2 separate regions of the Drosophila melanogaster genome follow, and region 2 is linked to region 1. A link is a contact called in public Hi-C data. All regions are on one chromosome and are shown on one strand. The core of a region is the stretch at or near the end of the contact, and the rest is flanking DNA. Distances in the headings are between cores, read along the strand shown. Region 1 overlaps Fhos (Formin homology 2 domain containing). Region 2 holds the start of dally (division abnormally delayed).

Region 1 (3,048 bases), core at 196-2,695:
CCCGGCTTTCACAATGCAGTTCTTCGCTCCGACTTCCTATTAGTTGCCACAGATTGTGCGATAGCAATAAGTTAGCCCAGCCTTGAGGCAACTCCTCTTCCCCCAGTGGATCGTGTGGAGCCACATCCAAACCAAACCAAACCAAACCAAGCCGAGCCAAGCCAAGCCCTCGTCGAAATCCAGAGCCTCCGGTTGCGAGGTGCATCTGCCATTGTCTTTTGGATGGAATCTCCTGGAGAAACGGGTTCATTGCCATGCAATGCATCATTTGTTCAAATCGCTTGCCACACAATAAAATATTGCAAATGGTGCCATGGAAAAGAAAATGCTAAACCCTTTGCTTGTAGTTTCCTGGAAACTTTTCCCTTCATTATTGACCAATTACCACTTTTGCAGATTCTCAAAAAAACTTTACGTCTATATGTTTTAGTTGTGGCTTTTCCAATTCAACGCTCACTCAGCTGGCCGCAAATAAAACTTATTCCGTTTCAATTGACTTATTTCCTTCCCTTCACCAAACCCATTCGACCAATGTTCAGTTTTTTGTGGGATTGTGGCCAAAGTTTAATCTTTTAGCTTTCATGCGAAATTTTCTCAAATAAATCAATTGTGGATTCTGTTTACTTTTTCTGTGTTTTCAGCTCCAGGGCAATAATGGCTCATTCTGGTCCGTGTTGAACGAGTTATGATTCTTTCATTCGTTCATTTTATAGAAAATGTGGAAGCGATGTAGAACGATAAATGCGTCTAAACACGCTATGCAAATATTTAAGTTTAGCCGCAAAAACCGCCCGAAAATATGCGAAATTAAAATTTAACTTTTTGCCTTCATTTGGCTTGCCAGAATAAAATAGATATTATAAATAAACGCTTAGAGCAAATTTTATCATCAACTAAAAATTTCGTCATTTTTTTTCATATTAAAATTAAATTCACAGTCGATTTGGAGTGTTGAATTATTTTCGCAAAATTCACATCTAAAAACCATATGATTATATTGAGCATTTTAATCGAATGCGTAGTAGTATATACTTTTCTGGCTAACTGTTTAACTAATCAGCAGTTGTATCACTAGTTTGGCGATTGGCAAAAAACTTGTCGTCATGGCACAAAAATACATTTTAATATAGCAAAACCTTCAAAAACTATAATGAATAAGAAGAATACTTAATTGCGAATCTTGATCGCGATAATGCGATCCACCTATTTATGTATAATGTATATAAATGTATCTCGTAAATGCGCAGTAAAAGAGTTAATGCCTTTTCATATTTGTATGCGTGTTGCTTGGCTAATTTTGCGCAACAAAAGATTTTTTTTTCGGTTGAAAGATTTAGCCAGTGATAAGCTGGCAAGAGATAAGCCAAGCCAGTTAAGACCGAAAAAGAAAGAGGGAAAATACAATTGTTTTCTGTTCTGAACAGACTAAGTAGAAACGGAGTGAAAAAAAATATATTGTTTATAGGGAATCTTTTGATGACACATGATGACTTTGAATATTATAATAAAATACTAAATAGCAAGTTTTAAATGTAATCATTGGTGTTTAAAAAGAATAAGCTTTATAATAAAACATACTAAGTAAGCCAAACTTTGCTCTTGGTCGAATAAAGAGGCACGATATTTAATGACTTATAGACAATTTCTGTCAGTGTAAAAACGGAATATCTTACGCTTTGTGGTGCATTCAGCAGCCGCAGGATTGTGCCCAGCTGATTGGCCAGCGGCATGGTGGTGGCGAAGGCGTAGGTGGGCGCCCGCACCGGGATCGGGAAGGCGGTGCACGCCGAGAGCGGATCGCTGTCCACCAGATACTGGACACGGAATGTGATCAGTTCGTCCGGCTCCATTTTCACAATCATTTTCGACGCGGCTTTCAATCACTTTTGCACATTTGTCTTACTTAATTCGAGGTCTATTTACTTTTCGCGATTTTCTCTCTCTCACTCGCTCTATGATTTATTTACATTTTCACTCGAACACTTGAACGAACACTGAAATGGATTTTTGCCATGAGATTTGTTTGCTTTAAGACCGCTTGCAATTTGCCTTAATTTCGATTTTGATGGCTCTTTGGACCAACCAAATGCCAAGCCCCACATTGCGCTAGCGCAGGCGAATCGAAAATAATAAAAATTGTTGCATAATTGTACACACGCATGTTGCGCAATTTTATGCTAAATATTGCAAATTGTTGGCACGCCACGCCCACTCCGACCCTCCTTCCTCTTGCCCATTTCCATGGCGATAGCTTATAGCGAGATATAGCATAATTGCTATGCCGAACCGGATCGCTCGCTTTTCTCTTCATTTGTGTAAATATTTGTCTTTGGATTTCTGGTCGGACGACAGAAAACAAGCCTTGGCTCATAACGTCATGATGATGATGATGATGATGGCTGGTTACCTTAACTGTTGTGTAACTTTCAATTCAATGTCAGTTCAGTAAGGTAAGAAAACGACGCCCAAAATCATCAGCATGCAGGGCGCACTACCTCAAATCGAAATCAAATCAGGCCTGAAATATCAAGAAGGCGACTTCATTTTGGCCCGCTATGTCTATTTCCCCGAGGTACCGCTAAATGTCAGACGTTTATGCAAATATGCAGGAGAGTCGGAGTTGCAGAGTGGCGTTTTTTTTTTTTTCTTTGTGGTCTGTGTTTATGGCCGAGGAGGGTTTGTTAACGAGGTTCTTGAGTGTCGGTCGGTAGCCAAAGTCAGTAGTTCTCCCCCCTCGCATAAGTGCTCATAACGTGACTCTAATGTACTCCGTTCGGCCCGCCGGTGTTGCTCTTGAAGTCGGACTTGGACTTGGCTTTAAACTTGGACTTGAAGACTCGGCTCAAACACTTGTCGCACACCGACATTGAACTCGCCGGAGGTCCAAAGACGGTTGAGAAATGGGTTGAAATAAGATGAGATGGTAGCGGTTTAGAAAGTACTTTAATGAGTGCGCGGAAGAGAAAAACAATTAACGAACAATTAGTCGAATCAGTTTTCATAGTTTACTACATAGTTTTTCAAACTCATTAGATAAAGCATTCTATT
Region 2 (3,048 bases), core at 382-2,881, 50 kb before region 1:
TTTTCCGAGGCGTTGCTCAATGCGCAATCTTCTAATTGCAAACGGCGCCCGGCTGTTCGAGTGGTCATAGTTCGCCTCGAGTGGCTGCCCGCTCGAGGGTTTCACTCAGTTCAATGAATTTGCATATGCTTCTAGTTTCTGGCGGGGATTGAGAAGCGGATGGGGTCTAGAACGGACTAGAAATAAGAGAAACTGCAGCTGCGGGATGGCAAAAACTTTGGCTGACGCGCGATTTACTTGGTTGAAGTATGGAAGACTGATGGCGAGGCGAGGGTTAAGACAAACTCTGAAATCAAGGCAATGAATTTCCCGCAAAAGAAATGTTTTTAAACGGAGAGGATGCAAAAGTAATTAAATTGAAAAACCATTATCAATAATCCCAATTTATGTACCTCTTTCTTATTTAATGGAGTAGATAACTTAGACTTTAAGTATTCGAACCACTCTAGTGACCTGGGGAAATAACATACGTTTTCCTCTGCATAGTTTAAAGTTAGTACGTTTGCTCCTAAGGGGCCTTAACCATATTGGTAGCTTTAACTTCCTCCATCGTTCCCCGCTTCTTCCCCAGCCCGCATGTCCAAGTGCATACTCGATATTATAACTCTACGGATGGATGGCGTGAACTTTACCTTTTTCGCTGTAAGTCCCACTCGACTTGATGTCGATCGATTCGAAGTAGCTCTTGACGGCATCACACTGGTGGGTCGATCCCCCAACGGCGTCCTTCGCCCGCGAGTCCCGCTGTAGGCGACGTCTGTGGTGCGTGGTGGCGCTGTGCAGGTGGTGCTGGTGGTGGTGGATACCATCCAGGTCCAGGTGCTTGGCGGCTGACAGGCCGACGAAGCCGCAGAGCAGGGTAAATAGCAAAAGCTGCGCTAGCCGCACGCTCCTGGCCGCCATTTTTGATGGGTGATTTCTGTGTGCAGACACAGTGGATGATGGGGCTAAATTTGATTTGCCTTTGAATGCTTCTCTTATTTTTATTTTAGCCGGTTATTTTATTTACTCTATTTTGCAGCACTTCTTCGTATTTACTTCTGCATGCTGTCTGGGTGAACAGCTGTTCGCGGCAACAAACACACACACTCACACAAATGCACTTGCCGGCTAACACGCACACACACACACTGGCACACACGGCCACAAACACGAGCGCACAAAACAAAAGGCCCCAAAAACACGCGTGAGCAATAAACGTGGTAGTAAACGTGGGATGGCGATAGTGGGTGGTGGTGGGTGGTGGTCGAAGAGAGAGCGCGTGTCTAGCACTTTTTGCTTTTCTACTTTCTAGTTTTGAAAGGTCGCTAAATTTCTCACAAGTATTTTCTTAACTTATTCAGAGACTTTCCATGACATAACAACGAATAGTACTCAATTCCTTAGCAATTGATTTGCCAGCGATTAGATTTGTTTTTTTTTTCTTCTTTTTAATTTTCTCCTACGTTTTGTGTACTTAGGTCGGCGAAAATAGATTTAATTGCAAAGCTCCTTGGCCACCGGCGTTCTCAGGTCGAGGAAATGCACTCGCCTTCTTTTCTAGCGTTTTTCCGCTCGAATTTCGCACCGATATTTTCAGTTTTTCCGCGCGCGCAACGAACCTTCCACGACGAGAAACCCGAACAGATTGACTTTGCCATCGAAATCAAACATCCGCCCTGAGTGCTACAACTTTAACGATGCGAACACGAACCACACTCGGCACTCGACAATCGGCGCTAAGAGAACCATCCGAACGCTCTCTTTCGAACAAAAGAGAACGGCGAGCACAGATGTTGGCACAGTGGTGCAATGAATAGAGGTGTTTATGCGAACTCAATTTAATTCACAGGTTAACGCCGAGAATACATGAGTAATACAAGGGCGCAATCTGAAATGAATTAATTAATTTGAGTCTTTAGAGTTTTGGAAAACGAGCTTCGAACTAAACCACAAACTTTGTAATGCTTATTAGATATTATAAAGTATTTTAATTAAGGAATGCCCAACCACAATTTATAAGATGTTGTATTTATTAACAGCATGTAGTATGAGTAAAAGGGGAAATTAAAGTTAGTAACGCAAGCTTAGCTTTCGTAAGATATCTATTCTCTTCGATGATTGCCAAACGATTTCGACAGCCAATGAATCTACGTAGTTCCATAAAATTTGATATGACACATATCCTGTTTTCGTTTTATATATTTCAATAGTGATTCGCATTTATTTATGGGTTCCGGCATTCTTCAGGACCAACTTCGAGTTTTCCCTGGCCGTGTCATCTGCCACAGGAGCTGGCTTGATTCTGATTATTTTTCTCTGTGTCCGATGGGCCTAAATATTTATTCAAATTCTCGAAATGCTCTTCTAAAAGCTTTCAACGTTGGCTCGCTGCAATTTGCATATTCAACGTAAATCAATCCATCTCACAGTGGTCTTCTCGGGTGCTCCGGTGGCTTTTAATCCGGGCTTTTATCGATGCCGCTGGTTGAAATTTGCATGCTCGGTTCTAATTGATGTCTGAATGAGTTCTAATTTTATTTCATAGGCTATGTTTTACGATCGGCTTGATGAACCCGTGGAGCAGGCTCAGATTTCACGCCTTTGAAGAGTCTCAGATGCTTGGCAGCTATTTCCCTAGGGCTAAATGTTTCTGTTCAAATTGATAGCCGTGTCATGACCTCGCACAGCACGTGTGGTGGTATCGTTTGTTTTTTTTTCTTCATTTCTTTTCTTTTGTTAATTTTTTCCCTTTGCAATTTGCGAAAACGAAGCGATTGTCTTGAGGCTGCAGCGGTGTGGCAGACAATGCACGACCCGAACACACCAGCCTCTTCTCCCCGGACTTTCACTCGTCACCCCGCGGGCACCGACCTCGATCTTAAATACCTAGGCGTCTCGGGGCGTCTGTGTATCTATTTCTTCATTAACAAGATACTATATAGCCAGGGCAGCGGGAACTTCATGGTGGTCAGTTGCGGGCGTCCAGCTGGGCGCAAACGCCCTCCCACCCCCCATGGATGTTTTCCGTTCCCGGTGATATGTTCATCACGAAATGGAATCCTATTC

What was found. A called contact is a pair of places that touch in the nucleus more often than the background predicts.
Region 2: a contact with region 1 is called in a Hi-C map of the Kc167 cell line, with 5 times the contacts expected there. A contact is called at or near these places in 19 of 107 Hi-C or Micro-C datasets (the Clone 8 cell line, the Kc167 cell line, the S2 cell line and 8 more) and 3 of 7 datasets of targeted methods (the Kc167 cell line and the S2 cell line).

What each region holds. Positions count from the first base shown.
Region 1 is chr3L:8,775,943-8,778,990 of dm6, reverse strand. The region is part of intron 4 of Fhos (Formin homology 2 domain containing); the gene reads right to left. Among named protein-coding and RNA genes, the nearest start is that of Acbp5, 11 kb to the left of the region's middle.
Region 2 is chr3L:8,826,088-8,829,135 of dm6, reverse strand. dally (division abnormally delayed) reads right to left here and starts at 1,631. Exons shown (of 9, transcript NM_001259756.2): 1 at 633-1,631. The coding sequence starts at 903.